2 separate regions of the Sus scrofa genome follow, and region 1 is linked to region 2. A link is a contact called in public HiChIP or PLAC-seq data. All regions are on one chromosome and are shown on one strand. Each heading gives the region's core, a stretch centred on a gene start, on an enhancer-like site or on the middle of the called end of the contact. The rest is flanking DNA. Distances are from core to core; before and after follow the strand shown.

Evidence for each region. HiChIP or PLAC-seq counts read pairs in DNA pulled down with a chosen protein or histone mark.
Region 1: an H3K27ac HiChIP or PLAC-seq map of alveolar macrophages shows a contact between it and region 2. The contact joins the enhancer-like site here to the promoter of PLXNB3 in region 2. A contact is called at or near these places in 3 of 5 promoter capture datasets (fetal liver, fetal skeletal muscle and liver), 6 of 47 Hi-C or Micro-C datasets (embryonic fibroblasts, fetal heart ventricle, heart right ventricle and 3 more) and 1 of 2 datasets of contacts at active chromatin or transcription factors (alveolar macrophages).

What each region holds. Positions count from the first base shown.
Region 1 is chrX:124,687,208-124,692,778 of Sscrofa11.1, reverse strand. It overlaps HCFC1 (host cell factor 1), which reads left to right. Exons shown (of 27, transcript XM_003135485.5): 2 at 4,796-4,944; 3 at 5,028-5,188; 4 at 5,555-5,571. Among named protein-coding and RNA genes, the nearest start is that of HCFC1, 4.9 kb to the left of the region's middle. Within about 2 kb of position 3,033, at least 21 of the 83 cell types and tissues checked have an H3K27ac peak or open chromatin away from gene starts, as enhancers often do. A contact at or near this core is called in alveolar macrophages, retroperitoneal adipose tissue and subcutaneous adipose tissue, where this site is marked.
Region 2 is chrX:124,504,442-124,510,557 of Sscrofa11.1, reverse strand. PLXNB3 (plexin-B3) reads right to left here and starts at 2,605. Exons shown (of 37, transcript XM_005674005.3): 1 at 2,455-2,605; 2 at 986-1,094; 3 at 500-748.

The sequences.
Region 1 (5,571 bases), core at 1,784-4,283, 180 kb before region 2:
CCCCTCCGAGACCCTTTGCCGTGCCCGGCTCCTCTGCTTTTCCCTTCTTTTCCCTGCTTTTCCCCGCTCTCACACCCCTGCTGCTTCTGTGTTTGAGGGGTGCTTTTCATTATTGGAGAGGAACCCTCTAGCCCGGCTGGTGAGGGAGCGGGGGCGTCGCCAGCGGTGGTGACTTCAGACATACACCGTTACCCCCGCCAGGCGGGCGGATGCGTCCCTTTGGCGCAGAGTCCCACCCCCTTCCTCCCTCCTGCGCCTGCTCCGCTCTTCCCCGGCTCTAGTGCTCTTTCAGGAGAAATGACAACTTCTGGATTCCAGATTGGTTGCCTCTCTAGAGGAGCGGGGCAGAGTTGAGCAGCCTCCTCCCCACCTGGAGGAGGGGCGGGTTGTATGCCCTGCGGGGTGACCGTCTCGCCCGTTGTGCCCGAGCCTTGGGGACGCACAGATCAGATGGCATTGCTTCTGATCACTTTCAGCATTTTACTTCTGGGGCGTTTCTCCTCACATCGCCTGTCGTCTTGATCTGGGGCCCTTTGGTGTAAGAGATGAATTTCACCCCTTCCCGACTCACTGCTTTCTGTGAGCTGGAGGGGGTTAGCCCGGCCGTTCTCCTGCTTCCCCCCAACCCACGGCCTGGCTGGCTGGGAGGAGCGGAATTCGGTGACAGACTGGGGACTGCGCTGCGCCTCTGTCTCCAGGTGTTGCTGGCGCGCCGGCTCGGCCTCTTGCCTGGTGTCCCTGCTAGGTCTCGGGGGCTTAGCCACATCCTCCTGCAGCTCCTGCCCCCGTGGTGGCCACTTGGCCAGCTTTGTACCCCTAGCGCCGCCTGGGGCCGGAGCTGCCTGTTGAGTCGCTGCTGCCCCGCAGGACCTGGCCTTGCTCCGAGCGAGGGGCTGGGCGTCCTCACCGAGGACGAGCGCAGGACGGTGGACCTGCACGTTCTGTGCCGGGGCAAAGACGGGGAGGCGGCGCGGTGCGGCGCGGCCCCTCCGGGTGGGACAGCATGATTTTAGGAAGCTCGCCTCGCCGCCGGGGAGGTGCATTCCCAGCAGCCGCGGTCCCTGGCCGCCTTCCAGTTGTCTCTCCCTCGCTGTCCCGTCTAGCGAACCCCTCTCGCGCCAAGGTTCTGGCGGTACCAGGTCCTGGCGCCTGAGCACTTCCTCTTCCTCCTGGCCTGGAGGTGGCCCCGGGGTAAGATGTGGGTTGGAGCGGGGCTCTTGGTGGGGTGCTCCCCTCCCCCACCAGCCCCCAGGCGCGAAGGACAGTGTTCTGTGCATCTCGAAGGTTGTTGACCCTACAGAGTTGACTTTCAGAGGCCGGAGGGTTGCTGGTGGCCCTTCCCATTCTGGGTCTGAGCACCTGTTGTCTCCAGTGAGGCTGGGCTGGCCGCGGGGCTGCATGCCAGCTGGCGCAGCTGCGGTGGCAGCGGTGGCCCAGTACGGTGAGGCCAAGGGGCAGGGCCAGCTTTAGAGAGGCGGCTGCCCTGAGCAGAACCTCCCGCACTCCTCGGACCCCCTTCTTTCTCGTAAGGCCTGGAGCAGGCTCCTTGGCAGGGAAATACAATTTTAGAAAGTAGGGCAGGGGCCTAGTTACCGTGAGCTCCAAAGTCCACTGCTTCCTGGGGCCTCTGTGTGTTCGTTAGTTTATTGAAATGAGGGGACCGCTTGGGCGTTACTCTGTTCTCCATCTGCAAGGACGTGCCGGGTAGAGGCCAGCCAGCCTTCTGGAGGCCACGGCCCCGATTCCTCCAGGGCGGCAGTTCGCAGAGTGCCCTGCCTGATGGGTCTCCTAGGCGACTCCCTGGTCCTCGCGGAGTGCTCGCTCGCTCGCTCTCCTCCTGCAGTCTCCGTGCTGCCTCTCCCGCCAGCCGGGGCGCAGATGCTGGGCATCCTTCGGGCATCCTCAGCTGCCACCTTGACAGCTGGCCTTCTGCTTCCCTTGGTTTTGTCTCAAATGAGGTCAGAGTGTGCTCTCCAGCGCTTTTCCTTCTGCGCGATGAGTGCTCGGAGAGACTCGCCCTTTGGGGGGAGCTCGCATCTGGAAGGGCTCCGGGTCGCTAAGACAAAGGCTCCGGGGGGCATGTGCGTGCTCGCCGTCTGGCTTGGCTCAGCCACTGGGGCGGGGGGGGGGGCTGCACCTAAAGGCCGGGGAGGGGAAAGTGTGTGTCCTCCCGCCTCGGGGGCTGTGGGACCCTTAGCCGGCCTTTGGGCGGCCTTAGGGGAGCCACTGCCTTTGACCTCAGGGAGTTTCCTTGCCGCAGCCAAGCGGATTAGCCCGAGGACCCGGCCCGGCAGGGTGGGGCGCGTCCTGCAGGGGGGAGGGTGGGGCGGGCGGGCAGGAGCCCCCGCGTATCTGGGGGTGCCTCTCCGTTTTCACCCTGAGGCGGTTGGGGTCAGACTGGGGAAGTGACGCGTCCAGGGTCACTCTGCCAGCGGCGGCTGAGTCAGGCTGGCTCCGTGTCTCTTCCCTCCGCGGGCTTAGAGGCGGCAGCGGGGTCCTTGCGGCCCACGGGCCCGGGGCTGGGCCCAGGGCTGAGCGCGTCTCGAAGCGGCCCCCCTCGCCCCGGGCCCTCCGCGCCTCGCACAGTCACTTCCTGATCAGCCCCGCTGGCTTCTTGTGTCGGGAAATCCTGTTCAGCCTTCAGGGCCCTGCTCCGGTGGCCCCTCTTCTGAGAAGTGGCCCCTCCCGATCACCCGCGCTGCGTGTGCTTCGAGGCCAGGCGCGCGCCAGCTCCCGCCTCCCGCCGCGAGGCCCCCCTTCCCCGCACCCCTCCTCTTACGGGGAAGGAGGGACCCGGAGCCTGGGCGACGTGCCGCCCCCTCCCCCGATGAGCTACCACGATGAGGGGCCACGGAGGGCAGCTGTGCTTGTCGCAGGTGGTCCCTTAGGCCGGCCCAGGGCAGAACCCAGATGGGGCGACAGGAAGAAGGGTCCCTACCTCTGCCTGACGGGCTGCTCCTGATGGGCGTGCGGAGGGCCCCCGCCCTGACCGGAGTGTTCCAGAGCCAGACGGCCCCTCTGCGGTCCTGTGGGAGGAGCTTGGGGATGTGTCACCGGTCGAGTCTAGCCTGGCCAGCTGACCCAGCGGTCAGGGTGTGATGAGAAAGCTGTGTGTGGCGGCCACACGGGTGCGTGGGTGAGCCAGGGTGGCCCTTGGCTCCTGTGCGGAGGGCCCCTGTGTGGGCACCTTGCCGTCCCTTGAAGTTGGAGAAAGGTTCTTGTCTCTGTGTGTGTGTGTTGCTTGGTCACCTCGAGTAAGTCGCTGCTGCTCCCGGACTCTGTGCCATTAGCTGTTGAAGGAGGTTGACAGAGGGGCTCTCAGAGGTGTTTTGGCCTTTTTATTGTATTTTTATTTTTTGACTTATTTTGTGGTTGCACTCATGGCTTGTGGAAGTTCTCAGGCCAGGGGCCAAATCTGAGCCTCTGCTTGGCAGTGCTGGGCCGGGGATGGAACCCACCCCAAGCTGCCGCAGTCGGGTTCTTAACCCACTTTGCCGCAGCGGGAACTCCTGGCCATTGGATGAAACTCTTTCCAGGGATCATGTGAGGCCATTGCCCCCCGTGTGTGCAGGGGCGATTTGCCGCAGCGTGGAGAGCTGCTGCTTTTCCTACTTCGTGTTTGTACCACGGGGGAGACTGAGGCAGGGAGCGGGAGTCCGGGGCTGGCTCTGCGGGAGAGGGGAGGGGTGAGCCGGCTGCTGGGCATCCTGGAGGCCCAGGGACTCCACAGAGCTGTCGGGGGGCCAGCAGCCTGTCCCGAAGCAAGCTATACAGCCGTGTAGGGGCGCGCAGGCACCTCTGTGTTGGGAAAGGCCCTAGAGTTGTGCTTCTGTGTCGGCGCAGGCCTCTCTGCCAGGGTGCGCGCTGAATCTTGAGGTGACAGCAGAGGGGTTGGGTTACCTGCTGACCAAGGGCGTGCCTGGCAGCAAGTCAGGCCAAGAAGCAGTCAGACCCCAAGAGGCGCTCCGTTCATGCCCCAGTCCCTTCCCTGGCCACCTGCCAGTCCGTCCCGGTCTGCTCTCTCACTTTTGACCCAAACTGATCTAGGGACGTGGAATGAGGTTTGTGGCTGCCAGTTTGAGGCTTTGGAGGGGGTGTGGAGTGTCCTTGACGGGAGAGCCCTTTAAATGACGTGTAACGAAGAGGGGGACTTCGCCCCGTGATTTTGCTGGGCAGCCTGAAGTGAGGCGTGGAAGTGCCAGGCCGAGCGAGGGCAGGTCGTGAGCCTGGCTGCAGGGCCCCCAGCCCACGCCCAGCTGCACTGCTGTCACCTCTGACCCTGTTCTGGGGCAAAGGGGTACCATGGACCGTGGCACTGGGCAACAGCAGCAGAGGTGGGTCCCCGCCCCCTGGCTCTCCTGCACGGGGAGGTGCAGGCCGCAGGCCGGGGCACCCGGAGGGAAGGGCACGGGGCTGCCCAGCGGGCATTTCGGGTGTCAGCCGTTTCTTTCCAATGGCCCAAAGAGGAGCAGGGGAAGGAAGCTGGTGGCCACATCCCCAGGATTCCCTTGGTCCGCGACTTCCTGCTTCTTGGCGCGGCCGGGACACGAGGCGGGGCCGTGCCGGGCTGCTTTCGCTGAGGTGGGGGTGGGTGGAAAGCGGCCGGGATGGGGGCTGGCACCCGGGTGCTGAACGGACAGAGTCCCACACCCTCGGGAGAGGAGGTGGCGTCCCAGCCTCTCCTTTCTTGGACCGCATCGGAAGGCCGCTCGCTGCACGGCCGGCGGAGCAGGGCCGGGGGCTCTGGTGCCGCGAGCTCCCGAGGTGTATTGACGTCCGCCTCCTATCCCCCCAGCGACCAACCAGTGGTTCATCCCCGCCGTGAGGGGGGACATCCCTCCAGGCTGCGCGGCCTATGGCTTCGTGTGCGACGGGACGCGCCTGCTGGTGTTCGGAGGCATGGTGGAGTACGGGAAATACAGCAACGACCTCTACGAGCTGCAGGTGACGCCCCGGGCGCGTCTCGCCGCCGCGGGACAGGTGGCCCAGCTCACCCCGCGTTGAATTACTGGCTCTTGATTTTGCAGGCGAGCCGATGGGAGTGGAAGAGACTGAAGGCAAAGACGCCCAAAAACGGGCCCCCTCCGTGTCCTCGGCTCGGGCACAGCTTCTCCCTCGTGGGCAACAAATGTTACCTGTTCGGAGGTCTGGCCAACGACAGCGAGGACCCCAAGAACAACATTCCCAGGTGAGGCGGAGGAGGCTGGCACTCAGTGCCCTCCAAGGAGCTTTCCAGCCCTGGCGAGGCCCGGCGGGCAGGCTGGGAGGTGGGCGCCGCCCTGCCTGGGGCTGGTTCCTGCTCCTCAGACCCGGTGTCAAGTTGGCACTTTCCTCCTCGGGGTCTGCTGCCTGCAGCTTCCCTGCTGGCTGTTTTCTGAGCCAGGTGCCCCCTTGGCGCCTGGGAGGCTCTCGTCCCACACCCAGCTTCGCGAGCAGTGCAGCCTGGCATGGCCCGCCTGCTCTTCCTTTTCGACTCCTTCTCGTCCCGGCAGGAGCGGGGGGGGCATCTGGTGTGTGCCGGCGAGGCTTGCCAGGACTGGCCTTCTTTCTCCAGGTACCTGAATGACTTAT
Region 2 (6,116 bases), core at 1,356-3,855:
AAAGCGGGGGCGGAGAGAAGCAAAGGGAGGGACAAAACGAGGGAGAGAAAGGGTCGCAGGCGGAAGGGGCAGAGGACCCGGGCGGGGAGGGCGAATGCATGTGCGAAGCAGGACTTTTCCTCATCCTCTTCTCAACGCGGAGGGGGCAGATCCTGAAAAGCCACAGGAGCACCAGCGAAGGGACCCCGAGCAACGGAGAGGGGGGCGGGGAGAGCAGGGGGAGGAGGGCGGGGGGGCGGGGGGGACCCTCCCCTGCAAAGCCAGCGAGGGCGGTGGTGAGGGCTGAGGGCACCGAGAGACCACGCGGGGTGCAGGGGCCGGAGGAGGCCGGTCCTTTGCCCCCACCCCCCCGTGGCTCCAGCATGGGCTCCGCCAGCGGCACAGGGAGGGGTGGCGTGGGGAGGGAAGCCACAAGAGAGAAGACAGCTGGGAGGAGGCCTCGACGGAGGGGAGGGCTTGAAAGAAAGGCCCGGCAGCAGCGGGCGTGGTGCCTCCGCACCTGTCAGGTGGCGCCCAGAGGAGGCTCCGAGTGGGCCTCCCGCTGGGTCCTGCCACCTCACTGCCCAGCCAGGATCCACTCACAGCAGCCCCTGCGCCACAGCCTCCTCCTGACCTCGGATGCAGACGGAAGCAGGTCCTAAGTTGAGTTAGGGTCCCGCACAGCCGGGCGTGTGGGCGTGTGCCGGCTGGGAGCAGGCGCACTGTCACTCAGCATCCTGCCAGCTCGGGGCCCTGGCGGGCACGCCAGCTGCGGGTAGAGCCCCGAGAAAGGCCCCTGAGCCCTTATCTCAGAAACACAGGCAGGAAGGTCAGGACCGGCTTGGGGACAGGGCCATTTCCTCCAGACCCCGGCTATCGGCGCCAGTGTCTGGGGTGGGCGACCGCAGCGGGAGGTGCAGTGCTGGCGTCCAGGCTCCTCGGGCTCTTCCTGGCCCTGCGCGTCCCCAGGGGAAGGTCTCTGGGCACGTTGGGCTCAGGCACTTACCGTGGCAAAGGGGAGCAGCAGAGGTGCCTCCCGGGCAGCGTGGCCATCTCAGTTCAGCTGCCCTGGGGCAGTGGTGACGGGCACAAGGCGGCTGCGGGGGGGCATTGTCCTGAGTGGGAGGGAGATAGTTGAGGCTTGGCCTCATTCACGTCCCACCAGGGGAGGCGGCAGGGAGGGGGTTGGGGGGTGCCGAGGGCCTGGCAGCCAGGCGCCACCACAGCTGGCAGCTTTGTCAATGGGGGCCGGGCCGAGGCAGCCCTGCCTCCACCCCAACAATGTCCCCTCTGTCCCCTCTGTCCAGAGGCCCAGGCCAGGGACCCGCTATCTGGTATTCTTATCCCTACCCAGGGGGCTCCCTGTCACTCCCCACCCCCAGAGAGACACCCCCTGGGATCTGGGGACAAAGGGACAGGGTTTCCTTACACAGGCAGCACCCCTCCCCCATGCCCCGTGCCAGCCAGCGTGCTCCTCCCTTGTGTCGCCCCCCGGGGTCTCTGTGAAGGGCACAGGGTAGGCCATGGAGCCCCCATGCAAAGGCCAGGCTCTGAGCCCTGCAATGCCAGCTTCAGCCTTAGTAGCCTTGGTGCCGGGCTGGAGGCAAGTCCTGGCCCTCAATGCCTGCCTTTGTCCAGGCTGGGGGCAGGGGAGAGGCTGGCCAAGGCAGCCCGCCCAGGAGACCTTCTCCCCGAACCCCCCTGCCCCCTTAGCCCGGAATAAGATTGGCCCCATCAGGCCCCATCCCCGGGGACTGGCAAAGTCGTGCCAGGTACAGTCTGGTGGCAGTGGGCAGTGCTGGTGGAGGATGCTTCTGGAGGGGGCACAGGAGGGGGCGGGAAGCAAGCCCTTAGCTTCAGACTTGGCGGCTTTTTGCCGGCTGTCCCCTCTCCCTCCCCCGGGGGAGACACAGTCCTGCACACATGGGATTGGGATGGGGAAGGGAGTGGCAGCTTGCAGCTGGCTCTCCTGCCACCCTCCCAGGGCGCCATCTGTACACCAGGCCGGCAGAGCGAGGGCTGTGGCCCGAGGTGCAGTAACAGGTGTGCTCAAGTTGGGGTCCCCATCTTCTCCACGTGTGTGCGCGGTGGTTAGCAGCAGGCTCCTGCCACCTGGCTGGGCTGGTTGGGTGGCTGTGGGGGCAGGGAGCCAGGCGGGCTGCTTCCCCACCCCATGCCCTGCCCTGTGGCCGGAAGTGCCAGGTCTCCCGTTTAGGGGCAGAAGCCCCGCGAGTCCTCCCTTCCAGCTCCAGGGCCACCCCCCGGTCTTGGTGGGGAAGGAACTGTGCCACAGGCATCAGGCGGTGTCGGCACAGGGATGGGGCTGGCGTCTTTGCCGGATTCAGGCTAGTCCGCCTGCAGACCCCTGGCTTCTCCTGGGCCCCAGCATGCCCCCAGATGGCACCCCCCCACACTGACCTGGTGACCTGCTGACCCCTGCCCCCAGTGCCCTTGCCAGCCCAGGCTCCGGCCTACCTGGGTGGGCCGCCGGCAGGGGCTGAGGAGAAGCTGGTGGTGCCAGGAGTGTGTCCCGGAGGAGTCCCAGCCTCCTGCCCCACAATGCAATCGCGCCCAACGCCCAACCCGACTTGTCCCGGCGGGCCACCCAGGCAGCCCAGCCCCTCCACGCCCGCCCCTTCACCCGACAGCGGCGCGGGCCAGGGCACTGCTGCCCTCTGCTGGCCTCTGGAGGAATGACGGCAGGCTGGCTGCGCGCACCTGTCGGGAAAGGGTGAGAGCGGGGTGGTACCCTCCCACGACGGGGAGGGGGGCGAGGGAGGCAGTTGGGCATTTCACAGCCTTCCATGAAGTGCCTACTGGGTGCCAGACATGGCCCCTGCCCTGGGGCCATTCAGAGACAAAGCCCACTGCCGTCTGCCGCAAGTGTCTGAGGGGCAGAACTACTTGCCAGCAGACAGGACCCTCCTGCTAGGACAGCCCATCCGTGGCGGGTACTGTGGGTCAGCAAGGAAGGGGAGTCCAGTCTGGTGGCGCTGCTCAGGGTATCAGGGAGACCTTCACAGAGGAAGTGAGGTTTAAGCTGACCTTGAACCCCACGGTTCTACTCCTACTGTCATCCTCCAGTCCTTCCGATGACCCCACAGGGGGGAGCAGCTATCGCCCATGGCTCACAGGTGGGGAAGGTGGCATGAGAGGTCAGGGAACTTGCACCAAGTCATGTAGCAAGGAAGTGACAAGGCGCCTGCCCTTTAACCATCAGGCCACGGGGCGCTAAACCTAATGCACTGTGGCAAAAGCACTGGACTTCGTTCTGCGCTTGGGCAGGGTGCAAACGGGTGGCCCTCAGGTGGAGAGCATGGGGGAGGCCTGGCCTGGGGGAAGCCTGGCCCAGGGGTGGCTCTGGGCATCAAGAGAGGGGAGGCATCCAGACATGCCCTGGGGAGGAGCAGAGCCCAGAGACTTGGCCTTAGGCATGGCATCAGCGGCGAAGGCAGGAGCTCCCTGGGTTTTTTTCTCTGGGGCATTGCTCCCTAGGGAGCCAGGGTGCCAGTGGAGGGGAGGCTGGGAGGACCGAGGGGTCCGAGAGGTGGGAGGACATAGCCAATGGAGCCGTTGGGGTCTTCGTGAAGGAAGTTTGGTAGAGTTCCTGCTGTGGCTCAGTGGGTTAAGAACCTGACTAGTATCCATGAGGATGCAGGTTTGATCCCTGGCCTTGCTCAGCGGGTTAAGTGAATTTTGTGAGCTTTAAAATGATACAAAGGGAGTCCCACTGTCATTTTCCTTCTGCAAACGGCTCCTTACCCTGGCGGCTGTCCTTTGGCGATGCCTGTGTCCCTGACAGGGGTGCTGAGGGCTGGCTTCTCCCGATGCCGGCTGGGGACTCGCCCGGTCACCGGGCACACACGCTGTCAGGGCGCCGGGCGCAGAGGAATCAATTTCGGCGCTGCTGGCCCGCACGACATTCCCGATGCCACTGTGCAGCCACTTCTTTCTCCTTCTCCTCATCTGCACCAAAACTTGGACCGAGTGCACTGGGTGTGAAATGGTGCTACCTCGCTGGGCTTTTATTTGGCGTTGGCCGACCGCTGGCAATGCCGAGCTTCTGCAAAACGCCTGATCAGGCCTTCACCGATTTTTCTGGGTAGGTGGTCTTGCCATTACTGTCTCGAGGGATTCTTTGCATATTCCGGATACCGGTCCTTGGTCTGTTATGTCCTCTTTCTGCCCGTGACTTGTGTTTCTTTGCAGTTTGCTTGTGATATCATTTGACGAACACAACTTTTTCCTTTTTCCTTTTTCTTTGTGGTCACGCCCATGGCACACGGAAGTTCCTGGGCCAGGGATCCAGCCTGCACGCAGGGGCGACCGGAGCCACAGCAGGGGCAACGCCGGATCCTTAAACTGCGTCGCAAGGGATCTCGAACACATGTCTTAGTTTGAATATAATCACTTCCCAGACAAGGGACTGACCCCAGGCGACAGTGGTGAAAGTAGCGAGCACTGGACCACCAGGGAACTCCCTACTTACTCAGGTTTCAAAGCAGGTCTTGATACGGGGGAGTCACTTCTTAAAATTCGCTTTCTCTTTCTCCTTTTCCTCCTCCGCCCGGTCCTCCTGATCTTTCAAAATGATCTCACCTCCTCAGCTGTTCTAGGCACTGTTAGTTTTCCTTAGAAGCTCAAAAACAGCTTGTCATAGTTCCAGGAAAAACTCTATTGGGATTTTTTTTGAAGGAGTAAGTGAAGATTTTGTTGAATTTTGAATCCCTCTGGAGACGAGTCGTCTCTAAAATATTGTTTCCCCGTCTACTGAGCGTAGGATGTCTCTCCAGGGATCGAACCCGCAACCTCAGGGATCCTAGTCGGGTTTGTTAACTGCTGAGCCATGAGGGGAAGTCCTACCCTCTTCTGCTGGTACATAGAAACACAGTTGACTTTAACAAATTGAATTAGGGAGTTCTCGCTGTGGCTTAGTGGTTCCATCCCTGGCCTCGCTCAGTGGGTTCAGGATCCGGCGTTGCCGTGAGTTGGGGTGTACGTCGCAGACGTGGCTCAGATCCCCCGTTGCTGTGGCTCTGGCACAGCTCCGATTAGACCCCTAGCCTGGGAACCTCCTTATGCCAGGGGTGCGGCCCTAGAAAAAAGGCAAAAAGACAAAAACAAAAAATTGAATTAGAGGTGACTTATAATATCGTGTTGGTTTGGTGTGTACGACAAGGAAACACAATTGACTTTTGTGTGTGTTCTCTCTCAGCCCACCTCGTAAACCCTTTGCGTTAAGTCTAATAATTCCTTTTGTGGATTCTTTTGGGTTTCTTCTCCAACCCTTTGTTGTTGTTGTTGGCCATGCCGGGGGCGTGTGGAAGTTGTCTGGCCAGGGATCGAACTCATGCCACAGCAGCGACTCAAGCCGCTGCAGTGACGACGCTGCATCCTTAACTGGCTTAGCCACGAGACAATGCTTTTTGTTTGTTTGTTTTGACATCCAATCCTTTTAACTCCAGTTTCTTATATATATGATTTACTTTTTAAAATTTCTTTTCAGGGCCACACCTGGGGCATCCGTACGTGCCCGGGGGGGAGCTAGGTATGGAATGGGACCTGCAACTGCACACACCACAGGCGCAGCAACACGGGATCCGAGCCACGTCTGCCGTCTTCACCACAGCTCACGGCAGCCCTGGATCCTTAACCCACGGAGTGAAACAACCCTGGATCCTTAACCCACGGAGTGAAACCAGGGAGCGAACCTGCATCTTCCTGGATACTAGTCGGGTTCTGAACCCACTGAGCCGTGACGGGAATTCCACCTCACTTTAATTCCCCGGACATTACAAGGTTTCATGGAAGCAAAGAGGATGTTTTTAATGTTTCATCTTTAATTATGGTTATAATGTTTGCAGGAGATATTTATAGACAACTTTATGATGTTAAGAAAGTTCCCTTCCAGTCCTAGTTTGCCCTGCTGAGTTTTATCAAATGCTTTTTCTGAGCACACTGAGTTGATAACGTAATTTTCCTCTTCTCGTCAGTTGATGTGGTCAATTATGGGTCATGATTTTCTGGTGATTCCACCCTTGCATTTTCTGGGCTGGATGGTGGTGGTGGTGTTGGAGCGTTTCCTCTTTTTCTGGAACAATTTATCCAACACAGGGATTATTCCTTGAAGCTTTGAT